Linked DNA regions of Mus musculus: all the other regions are linked to region 2. A link is a contact called in public HiChIP or PLAC-seq data. All regions are on one chromosome and are shown on one strand. Each heading gives the region's core, a stretch centred on a gene start, on an enhancer-like site or on the middle of the called end of the contact. The rest is flanking DNA. Distances are from core to core; before and after follow the strand shown. Region 1 has its middle 22 kb from the start of Gm35997. Region 2 holds the start of Tbc1d22a (TBC1 domain family, member 22a). Region 3 overlaps Brd1 (bromodomain containing 1).

The links. HiChIP or PLAC-seq counts read pairs in DNA pulled down with a chosen protein or histone mark.
Region 1: an H3K27ac HiChIP or PLAC-seq map of embryonic stem cells shows a contact between it and region 2, with 5 times the contacts expected there. The contact joins the enhancer-like site here to the promoter of Tbc1d22a in region 2. A contact is called at or near these places in 5 of 39 promoter capture datasets (the 3T3-L1 cell line, embryonic stem cells, hippocampal neurons and 2 more) and 6 of 115 datasets of contacts at active chromatin or transcription factors (embryonic forebrain, embryonic stem cells, forebrain and 2 more).
Region 3: an H3K27ac HiChIP or PLAC-seq map of epiblast stem cells shows a contact between it and region 2, with 9 times the contacts expected there. The contact joins the enhancer-like site here to the promoter of Tbc1d22a in region 2. A contact is called at or near these places in 10 of 39 promoter capture datasets (the 3T3-L1 cell line, 3T3-L1-derived adipocytes, embryonic stem cells and 7 more), 8 of 115 datasets of contacts at active chromatin or transcription factors (acute myeloid leukemia, embryonic stem cells, epiblast stem cells and 4 more) and 1 of 9 other capture datasets (embryonic stem cells).

What each region holds. Positions count from the first base shown.
Region 1 is chr15:88,682,346-88,685,908 of GRCm38.p6, forward strand. No RefSeq gene overlaps it. Among named protein-coding and RNA genes, the nearest start is that of Gm35997, 22 kb to the left of the region's middle. Within about 2 kb of position 1,961, at least 9 of the 459 cell types and tissues checked have an H3K27ac peak or open chromatin away from gene starts, as enhancers often do. A contact at or near this core is called in embryonic stem cells, where this site is marked.
Region 2 is chr15:86,212,948-86,216,792 of GRCm38.p6, forward strand. It overlaps Tbc1d22a (TBC1 domain family, member 22a), which reads left to right and starts at 1,512. Exons shown (of 13, transcript NM_145476.2): 1 at 1,512-1,689. The coding sequence starts at 1,628.
Region 3 is chr15:88,707,421-88,711,386 of GRCm38.p6, forward strand. All of the region lies in intron 6 of Brd1 (bromodomain containing 1), which reads right to left. Among named protein-coding and RNA genes, the nearest start is that of Gm41377, 25 kb to the right of the region's middle. Within about 2 kb of position 1,596, at least 40 of the 459 cell types and tissues checked have an H3K27ac peak or open chromatin away from gene starts, as enhancers often do. A contact at or near this core is called in embryonic stem cells, epiblast stem cells, stem cell-derived epiblast-like cells and 2 more, where this site is marked.

The DNA of each region.
Region 1 (3,563 bases), core at 711-3,210, 2.5 Mb after region 2:
CAAAAATACCAGTTAAGAGTCACAAGGATGTACAAAGTCACAGGTGTCACAAGGAATACCTACCTGGTAATTGTTAACTCTCAAGACAGTTTCTAAGAGCCCCTAACGATAGCACATTTGCATTGCAGGTTCCAGCACTGGTCAGGGTGGGTCAGGGTGACTTTCTTTGAATGAACACACTTGAACCCAGGAAGCGGGTGGGTGGAGGAATGTCGCTATCTGTTTTATGATTAGCATACCTTGGAGGACTGAGTTTACTACTCTTTCAGTTGCTCAATATTTAGTAACTATATACTTAAAATCCTTAACATTCGGCCGGGCATGGTGGCACATGCCTTTAATCCCAGCACTCAGGAGGCAGAGGCAGGCGGATTTCTGAGTTCAAGGCCAGCCTGGTCTACAAAGTAAGTTACAGGACAGCCAGGGCTATAGAGAAACCCTGTCTCGAAAAACAAAAACAAAAACAAAACAGAAAGAAAGAAATAAAGAAATCTACTGCATCTCCAAAGGTAGCTACTGCCACTAACGAGGGAGGGGTCTGGCTAGCTAGATGCTCACCCGGGTACCCGCCTGCACCTGAGCCCTCTATCTCAAGCCTTTATCCTATGGGTCTTCTCGTTAAACTTCGACCTGGGGGACATCACCACAGCACCGGTGGAGCTTCGGCTGGCACAGTCGGGAAACCAGAGCCTTTTAAGTCTCCTGGGTAAATGGGCAGATATGGCAATGAGGCTATGGCTCCGTGAGTCCAAGTTCTGACTACTTAAATAGCATGTTCCTTAAAGTAAGTAGTCCTGGTTAGAGTTTCATTGCTAAGAAGAGACACCATGATCAGGGGCAACTCTGATAAGGGAAAACATTTCATTGGGGCTGGCTTACAGTTTGGAGGGTTAGACCATGATGGCAGTGTGCAGCCAGACATGGTCCACAGGCAGCAGAAGCAACTCACTGGGCATAACGAGCATATATGACCTCAAAGTGGCATATATGTCCATTGGGCAGACATACTCAACCTAACTTTGGCGATAAGTGATCGATCCCCTTGGGCCCAGTGACTGGGGCTGCACATTTTTCTTTGGAACTGTTAATAGCCTGCAGTGACAATAGGGCTACTTAGGAGTGTAAGGTAGTGGGGTCCCAAGCCCAGAGTAGCGCTGGCCCTGGGCCCAGCTGGGCTTCATCTCTGGCAGCCTTTGCATCTCATTGCTCTGAGGGCTCCTCACTAGGCCTAGTACACGAGACTGAGCATGCTCCCACTCCGAGCTCTCAAATGCCCATATGTCACCATCCAGGGACCGCTGGCCAGTAGTCTACAGGGAGGAGAGCAGCTGGAGTGACCAAGTCATAAGCTGTTGCCCCGGAGCTTCAGAAAATGACAGGGTCTGAGAACTTCTAAGAAGCTTCGGTGGTTGCCTTGTGAGCTTTCTAAAAGCCCACTGACCAGCACGGAGGGAAGAAAGTCCCCCCAGAACCACAAGAATCCAAAACCCTGCCTCACCGTGAACTACATCGAATACCAACCAAAAGCAACCTAAAGAAAGCTGACCTGGGCCACAGGTTACTGGCCTCAAAGTCTTCGATCCTGGTTTTTGAATGATTTGAAGTTTACCAGCTGTAAAGAAAAGTAACAGGGCTTAGAGTATCAATGTTTCTATCACATAACCAATGTGCAGACCCACAGGGAAGTCCTGCATTAGGACTGCAGCCACAGGTCTCATCTATCTTGTGGTTGTCAGGCTCAGCATGGTCCAAAAAGGCTGCTCCAAGCCATCTATCACACCGACACCCCAGGAGCCATTAAGAACAAGCAGATGACTCAAATCTGGATATTTCCTGATGTCACCCCACCCCCACCAATTCCTCACCTGCTTGACCTTGATTTCCTGTCTACCTTCCAGCGGCAGGGGAAAAGGAGCATGGGAAAGAGGCTTTCGGGTGGGGCTCTTCAACCAGGGTATGCTATCCGGGTGAGATCGGCCACAAGGGCTGGGGTGAGGCCAGGTGGAGACAGGTCACACGAGCTGATTTTGTCTGTAGGCACTCTGATTTTGTTGTATGTTTTCCAGGGTGTTGGTTTTACATTTTTTAACCTCAATTTAAAAAAAAAAAAAAAAAAAAAAAAAAGATGTTTTCACAGCAGATGGTGGTGGCAGGTGTCTTTAACCCAAGCACTTGGGACGTTTTTGTAGATCACGGTACAAAGGGCTGGAGAGGTGGCTCAGTGGCTAAGAACAGTTGCCCTTGCAGAGACTTGGGTTTGATTCCCAGCTACCATTCCACAGCTTACAACCAGGGATCCAACACACTCTTCTGAACTCTATATGGTATACATACATACATACATTTATACACATAACACGGTAAATATATTAGTGGGGGGGTTACAGTTCAAGACAGGGTTTACGTAGCCTTGGCTGTCAAGAGAACTTTCTGTGTAGACTACGAGCTGGTCTCTGCCCTGCCTTCAAAGCCCTGGGATTAGAGGCAGGCATCACCAGCCAGGCCATTTTTTTTTTTTTGTTTATTTCTTTTGTTTTGGGGTTTGTTTGTCTTTCAAGACAGGGTTTCTCTGTATAGCCCTGGCTGTCCTGTAACTCACTTTGTAGACCAGGCTGGCCTCGAACTCAGAAATCGGCCTGCCTCTGCCTCCTGAGTGCTGGGATTAAAGGCGTGCGCCACCGCGCCCGGCTCAGCCAGGCCATTTTTAATGTCTCTTTCTTTCAAGCCAGCACACAGTGAGTTTCACTATGCAATTTTTATACATACATACCAACCTTGGTGTCTCAGGTCTAAAATTTTGCTAATTCAGGAGGCAACACGGTGCTCAGTGCCCCGATTCCATTTTCACAGAATCAAGGAAATGCACAGAAGATGGAGGAAAACAACCTGCATTCCAAGAGGACCAGCTCCATCTCCCAACAAACAACTCATTTCAGAGCCAGCATGGGAACCAGAGCTGACCCAGGACCTCGGCTGCTCTCAACCTTAATCAGAGGCAGTTCTTAAAGTGGGCAGCCATCCCTGGGAAAACACACAACCAGCTGATCAAAGAAGCACTGAGAAGAAACTAAGTAGGATACCAAAACGCTCACACTCCAGGGCTCAGGGGATATCACAGAAGCGGTGGGGAAACAATGTAAGAGCTATAAAATGAAGCCGTGCGCTGTGAAACGCTTCGTCCGGACACAACAGAGAGTCATGAACTCACAGAAGCCAGCTGCGGTGATCGGACAAAACCAGCACAAGACTGAAACAGCAAATTCCCAGTACAGTTGTGGCCCGTCATCTCCAGGCCCCGTTTGTTACTGGGGAGTTGATGCTGCTGGCATTTAATGGCTGCTGGCGGGAGACGTTTTCAAGTGTTCCCACAGTAAGGTTTCCAAGCTCTATGGATGGCTCCATACCCATATGGACAACATTAATTGGAATTAGGGGGCTAGTAAGGAAAAATGACAGCAAATTGGGAGAGGGACACAGGCATGCCTGGGGGACACAGCAAGAGCTGGAATAGGGAACTGAGGTGGGTATGATCACAGCTCTTTTCATACACATATGGAATTCAA
Region 2 (3,845 bases), core at 262-2,761:
AGCTCTCGAGGCAGTGCTAGGACATGATTATTAATCTTAGTTTTGCTAGGTCTCTCAAATTCTAAGGATTATTAGAAGTAGGATTCCAAGGAGAAGCCAAGGCTATGTTCCATAAGTTGTGCCTGAAGGGGTCACCTAGGACCTGTTGACATTGTCCCTGGTATTTCCTGAAGTTTCTATGCTTGTGTCAAAAGGGATTCCTAGAGAGCCCGGTATTGTCATCCAGACAGCAAACATTTGGGATGTACTATTTCAGTTCCTAAGGCTCCGGCTGTGCAGGAAATGAAGAGGAACAGGTGCCACCCCTTTCTGCAGAGTCAAAGTGGAGTCAGGTAGCTGCTGCAGTCTAAAAGGAGCTGCAGAAGGCTTTACTCTTAAAGAATGGGAACAAAGTTGAGATACAGGGCTCTAGGCCATTGACCCTGCTCTGAGTACTGAGGATAAGTCTGGCATACAACTGGGCTAAGCTATATAAGGTTCTTTAGTGTGATTTCTTGCATCCACCATGTGCTAACCCAACACCACTTTCAATATGTCTAGAAGTCTGGGTCTTGAGAATATAGTCAGGGCCTGGGTTAAACAGGAAGACCATATCAAAAGCAGAAAAAGTGCACGAGACAGCTGTCGTGAATATGTTTCTCAGTAGTAAAGGCCACAAGTTGGCATTACCAGTGTTTCACTAAAGCTCCGGCCTGAGATGCCAGCCTCTCACCCTTGAGTCTAAGATCATAGAAATTTTACACCAATCACGTAAGTAATTTCAAGTAGCTACACTACACAGCAAAAAGTGAAAGTAAACATAACAATATATTCTACAGAACCCAATATATATAAAGTATCATTTAATGTAAACTTATAATTAACATTTCCGTATTAAGATTTTTGGATCTTGAATGTATCTTACAATTAAGCACACTTTACTGCGGTCTTGGAAGCACGCAAGCGCCGGCAAGATGAAGTCTTCGTGTCTCCGTGCCTATTCGTTTTTCAGCTGAAGCCCAGGCAGATCCCCGCCATCGCTTCAGATGTGCTCCGGTGGAAGTCGCTTCCTTCACCTCACTGTGCAGTGTTTACTGATCCGGGGTCAATGCCCTGGCGATGAGGCTTGGACCACACTACAGCGGGAGAAGCTCTCCATCCTCCCGCTCGCCTGTCCGCCCGCAGCAGGGTCCCGATCTGCCTGTGCTCCTTCTGGTTCTCGGTACTTGCTGGTTGGCTGCGAGCAAATAAGACCGACTCGGACCCCAGACGCACGCGGCTCCGGAGTTCATGGCCGGGGATCAGAGGCCGGGATCCAGAGACCTCAGTCCGTGCCGCTCGACCCGAGCGCTCTCAGCGCCGCCAGAACATACGCAGCTCGCAGACTCCGCTTTCCTCCCTGCGCTACAGCCACGCACATATCCCAGCGTCGCCTTCTCATGGCGTCAAGCACTGCCCGAAACGAAGGCGGGACTTCCGGAATCGCCGAGTCACAACTTCCGGACGGAGGCGGAAGCGCCTCTCGGCTCTACGCTTCGGAGTCCTGGTGTCTCTGAGGGGGCCGCCGGGGCACAGGAGAGGGCCGCTGGAGGTGTGGCCGACCGCTCTCGGGTGTCAGGGTTGCGGATCTGAGGGATGAGGAGCGGCCATGGCCAGCGACGGGGCCAGGAAGCAGTTCTGGAAGCGCAGCAACAGCAAGGTCCCGGGCAGGTGGGTGTGACGGGGAGGACCCGGTCGGGGTCAGGGGTCAGAGGTCAGGTGGCCGTGCTGTCCCGTTGCAGTGCGGGTGGCGTAGGAGTCTGGGGAGGAGAACCTGGCTCCTAGGAGACTGTTGGGCTATGTGAGGGGCTAGGGGAGTCGGGGTCGGCAGTGGGCGTGTGGGAAATGAAAGGTGACAGTGGCCGTACCAATGAGCAAGGAGGACGAGGAGCTGCCCCAAGTGCTTCCAGAGCCTGGCAGGCAGGTTCTCTCCTGCGAAACTCCATGACTCCCTGGGGAAGCTGGAAGAAACTGACCCAGGTCATGCCCTGGAGAGTTTGGTTGAGTCAGGAAACTGGCCAGGGAGAGGCAGTGCCTGCAGGGGAGGTCGGTCTCTTCGGGGTGCATAGTGGTTTGAGCACTTGGGTTTTCGTCTGTCACATGTGGGCTGATGCTTTTCCTTTGAGCGTGGAAGCGCCTTGTGAATTTCTGTGGTCCCACCTTCTGGCCTCTGGACACCGGTCTTTTGACAGCAACAGGAAACACAGAATAATAATAAAAACACCTGGGTGCAGTCTGGAAGCTATCGAGCTCCAAAGTCCTTCTGTGATTGGTTATGTGGCCTGATGCCTCTCTAGGTCTTAGGGAGTGAAGAGACAGTACCCGGAAATGTATTTCAGAAAACTCCATCACAAGATTTCAAACATAGTTTATTCTGTTTTCTAGCCAAAGTCTCAGATATGAAATTTAAGATTCTAACATTAGCCACCTCTCCAGTCCTGAAGGTTTTGACATTGAGGTAACTTAAGTAGAACCATTCGTGAGCTCGGAAAATGGTCTGTCTTCCTGTGCTTCCTAAGAGACACCATTGTGTGAATGTTAAATTTGTAAACTCGGATATCCACTGTATTCAACCACAAAATGTGCTTTTCAAAGTGGCTGGGGCTTGGCACGGGTTACTGACTGCTGGGCCACAGTGACTTGGGAGATGGAGGAAGTCCTCAGAGGTACCCAGACACTGTATTTTTTACAGGACCTGGACTGGGCTTGCTTGAATAGTTAAGAACTTTTATAAAAGCTATTATTATAGTTTATGATGAGTAGAAGGTCCTACTGTGACAGGGATAAACACGTTGAGCCTAGTGCCAGATAAACAGAAGCATGTGGCAGTGTGACTTCTGTTGTTGCCTTCACATCTCGAGACTCAGTTCTTCTTCTTCCTCCTCCTCCTCCTCCTCCTCCTCCTCCTCCTCCTCCTCCTCCTTCTTCTTCTTCTTCTTCTTCTCCTCCTTCTCCTTCTCCTTCTCCTTCTCCTTCTCCTTCTCCTTCTCCTTCTCCTTCTCCTCCTCCTCTTCCTCCTCCTCCTCCTCCTCTTCCTCCTCCTCCTCCTCCTCCTCCTCCTCCTCCTCCTCCTCCTCCTCCTTTTCCAAGACAGAGAAACCCTGTCCTGGAACTCACTCTGTAGACCAGGCTAGCCTGGAACTTAGAAATCAGCCTGCCCCCACTTCCCAAGTGCTGGGATTAAAGGCGGGTACCACCACTGCCCGGCCTCAGTTCTTCTTAAGTATGAGCTGTAATTTATTGTTAAGAGTCAACTGAGATTTAAAAATAATGGAGTTGCTGTATGGAGTTGTAGAATTCATTGACCCTTTCCATTAAATACTGTCTCTTGATAGTGCATTTTTTATTTTTTATTTTTTGAGCTAGGGTCTCATTTATAGTGCAGGCTGGCCCTGAGCTTCTGACCCTCCTGCCTCATTCTCCCGAGTATACAAGTCACTATACCTGGTGTGGTAGTTTGTCTTCATACTGGGCTAGACAGTAACATTCCTAATATTTTACTGTGACTGTGACCGTGACCTTGCTTGGAAGCAGGATCTCTGTAGACATTACTGAGCAATGGGGAGGCCCTCATTCAGTCTCTGGTTCCCGTAAGAACATGGAACTTCATATACAGAGGAGAGACAGAAGTAGGGGGCATGACCATGCAAAGATGGAAGCAGAGATTGCAATGATGTGTTTACAAGTCAAAACTGGGATTGCCGGGAACCACCAGAAGCTGGACGTGGCGGGAAATGGCCCTCACAGACAGCACAATCTGCTGATATTGTGGTTTCACGACCGAAGGAGGGGAAACATTTCCACCTCCTTAGGCTACTACGGATGTC
Region 3 (3,966 bases), core at 346-2,845, 2.5 Mb after region 2:
AATCTTTGTTTGTTTATTTAGCTTCTTGGGTTTGTTTTGTTTTATTTGTTTGTTTTTGAGACAGTGTTTCTCTGGGTAACCCAGGCTGTCCTGCAACTCATTCTGTAACAGGCTGACCTTGAACTCAGAGATCTGCCTGCCCCTGCCTCCCAAGTGTTCCAATTTCACCATTTGGTGCCATACATACTCCTCTCTACCCTGATTCTGAACCTATGACAAGGCTGTTGTCACAAAGAGGGAAAAAAAGAGACAAGACACTCCTTCAGTCAGTAGTACACAAAGGACTAGTGTGGCCGTAGCAGAGGAGATGTGGGTAACACACATGGCTTTTCCTGGACTAAGACCCAACTCAGTCCTGCTCTGTAAAAAGTGAGAGGCACAAAGACCACCAGACATGTCTGAGTGCACCAACATAGACGCAAGATGGACTACTGACAGACGCTGCGTGTGTGTAAATATGTTCACATGGACTGTTTATACATTGTGAACATCATCCTAGCTCAAGTTCTTGCACATACATCATGACCAAAAGGAAACTAGGCTGCAGAGTCCGCAGGTCTCCCCAGACTCTAGGAACATTGACTGCAGGACTTAAATTAGTGAAATAGCCAAAAAATTATTTAATCTATGCGAAGATAAAACCAAAGGAACAGCAGGGCCAACAGAGACACCTACCATAAATGAGCCCTGCCCAGACCTGGTAGCTGGCCTAGGAGACTCATTAGCGCCCTGTCTAAACAGCACTAACTTAGCAGTGGGACACGACAAACACTGTCCAACTGGCTTACAGTCACCGCAACAAAAACCACCACTCAACTTCTCAAGCCTCCTTTCTTCTGTTTTGTGCTTGCTGAGTCCAGGCTGGCCTCAAACTTGTAATCCTCCCTCCTCAACCTGAGTGCTAGACCTGCAGGCTCTGCTGGTTGGCTTCTCTTTCAACAGGGCCAGTATTGCGGTTTGTATATGCTCTGCTTAGGGAGCGGCAATGCTAGGAGGTGTAGCCCTGTTGGAGTAGGTGTGGCCTCATGGGTGGGCTCCTAGCTGCCTGGGAGTCAGTACTCTGCTAGCAGCCTTCAGAAGACGTAGAACTCTTAGCTCCTCCTGTACCATGCCTGTCTGGATGCTGCCATGTTTCCACCTTGATAATGGACTGAACTTCGGAACCTGTAAGCCAGCCCCAATTAAATGTTGTCCTTAGAAGACTTGCCTTGGTCATGGTGTCTGCTCACAGCAGAAAAACTCTAAGACAGGTGGCACCAGGGACTGAGATATTGCGGTAATAGGCCTGACCGTGTTTTTGCTTATAAGAATGTAGGTTGGGGAACTTGGGATTTGGAAGGCCACAGAATGTTTCAAGTGGGGCTTCATGGTCTATCCTAGCTGGACTATGGAACACTTTGTTGCTGTGAGTAATCGGAACTGTGTAGACCCAGCACAAGAGGTTTCAGTGAGGAATTTCAGTTATGTGGTCTAGAGCCTTGTTTTTGTAGTTTGGTGAAGAAGTAGCTATTTTTGCCCTTGGCTGAAGAGTCTGCCTGAGGCTAAGGAGGCTCAGGTTAATTACAATGACAAAGGAAGCCTTAGAAAGGCCCATCGTAGACTTTGTTCTCAGGAAGAGCATGTGAATAAGCATTGCAAGGTTAGAAAGGAATACTGGAAGTGAATGGAGCTGAATGTGTTCAAGGACATTAGTTTGAATTAAGGGACTAGTGACCTTGGGGCAAGATCCCACCCAGTTAAGTTTTGGTCTATACTGGGCAGAACAAGCTTTTTAATTCCTGGAGGCAAAGGCAGGCAGATCTCTACTTTCAAGGACAGATCAAGTTGTAGGTGAAGAAAAGCTTAATTCCGGGCGTGCTGGTACACACCTCTAATCCCAGGAGTCAGGCTTGCATATCTCAGAGTTCTGAGCAAGATCCCCACGTGACAAACTTAGGCCTTGAAGGAGCGCGAAAGCTGGAAGCTAGTGATGACGCAATAGAACTAGGGGCCATGTTCCAGCTCCAGCAAGCAGCTTCGGCCATGTGTCTCTGGCTTTATAATCACGAGGAGAAAGACTCCTGGGACAGCTGATGCTGGTTAGCGGGAGCTAAGGCATTAGCAGTGATTAAGAGACCGGCAGGGCTGGAGAGATGGCTCTGTGGTTAAGAGCACTGACTGCTCTTCCAGAGGTCCTGAGTTCAATTCCCAGCAACCACATGGTGGCTCACGACCATCTGTAACAGGGGCCCAATACCCTCTTTCTGGTGTGTCTGAAGAGAACTGTGTACTCATATAATAAATAAATCATGACGACAACCAGCATCACTGGAAGTGTTTTCTGAGCACCAAGAAGCTGTGTTCCAGAGACAGCCAAGGTTGCACCTCATGCTGCAGCTATGCTGGGTGACTGCAATGGTCCCCCAGGTGGCACTGGCCTTGAGGCATGAAGGGGCCATGAAGAGCAGCTGAGGCGGAAGATCACTGATCAAAGTGCAGCCTCGGTTGCAGATGATGGCCCAGGACTGAAGGGGCCATGCAAAGGAGTTGAGGCTTGGCACCATGAAGAGAGCCTAGAGAGGCTCTAGTTGCAGCGGAAGCCCCCAGTGTATTGGAGATGATGGCCACCAAGAGCAGCAGCGGCAGTGGAGGGATCAACCTGAGCTTAGAGCTACCGAGGGCAGAGCTGGGGAAGTGACGTCACCTTGGAGAGGAGGCCCAGACATTAAAACAAGAAGCTGCCTTGGAGATACCAGAGTGGTAGTTGGACTATCTGCTAAGGAAAGCTGCTATGCTACCAGGGAGTAGAACCAGCCCAGGAGAAAGAAGTTTGTTGCAGTCAACAAAGATGAAAAAGGAATAGAAGATCTGAAGACATCAGACATGGAGATGCAGAGCCCAGCTGGCTTCCTGTCTTGCTTTGGGGATTACAGTTAAGTTATTGGACGATTATTGTTGAGACTGCCATAGACTATGGGGGCTTTTGAAGTCGGACTAAATGTATTTTGCATTATGCTATGTGTAGGTATGGCTCCCATAGGCTTATGTTTGGACAAGCCTATGAGGGCCAGGGGGTGGAATGTAATGGTTGTATATTATATGTTCAGCTCAGGGAGTGGCACTTTTGGGAGGTATGGCCTTGTGGGTGTGGGCTCCTAGCTGCTTGGGAGCCAATATTCTGCTAGCAGCCTTCAGATGAAGATGTAGAACTCTCAGCTCCTCCTGCACCATGCCTGTCTGGATGCTGCCATGTTTTCACCTTGATGATAATGGACTGAACTTCAGAACCTGTAAGCCAGCCCCAACTAAATGTTGTCCTTGTAAGACTTGCCTTGGTCATGATGTCTGCTCACAACAGAAAAACCCTAACTAAGACAAGTATCTTCCTTACTGCAGGCTCAAGACAGCGGCAGAGTACCCAGAGCTCACCCTGCCACAGGTCATGCTTTCTACTGCAATCACTGAGTAAGAAATAAATTTGTACTTTTCATTATTACTTTCCTTTTTGGCAAAAAGTCTGGCACAGAAATTTATTTAGCAATGACAAAGCCAGTTTCCTGGAATCTCAACTGTGAGGCCTCTGAGCCCTGCCCATCTACAGAGCACGAGAATCAGAAGCTGTGGGGTCAAAGACTCCCAGATGTCACTGGGCTCCTCTGCTTCTCAGGGCAGCCGATACCACCCAAAGCACAGTCACGGCCACAACAGATGAGGCTGGAGCCCACCCTTGCCTCCCACACAATCTGGAGAAAAGAACATGGATGCAGGTGAAGATCTGAGAGTCGCTCTGTAATCCTGGTGGCTATCAGGCTCAGTTCCTGCTGGACCTATCTAGGGTTTCAGAAATCTTGTCACCTGTGTGGGTGCATGCATATCTATTTTTCAAAGCAAGGTCTCATGTAACCCAGGCTAGCCTTAATTCACTCTATAGCCAATATGACCTTTAAATTCTAATCTTTGTATCAACCCAGTTTATGCTGTGTTGAC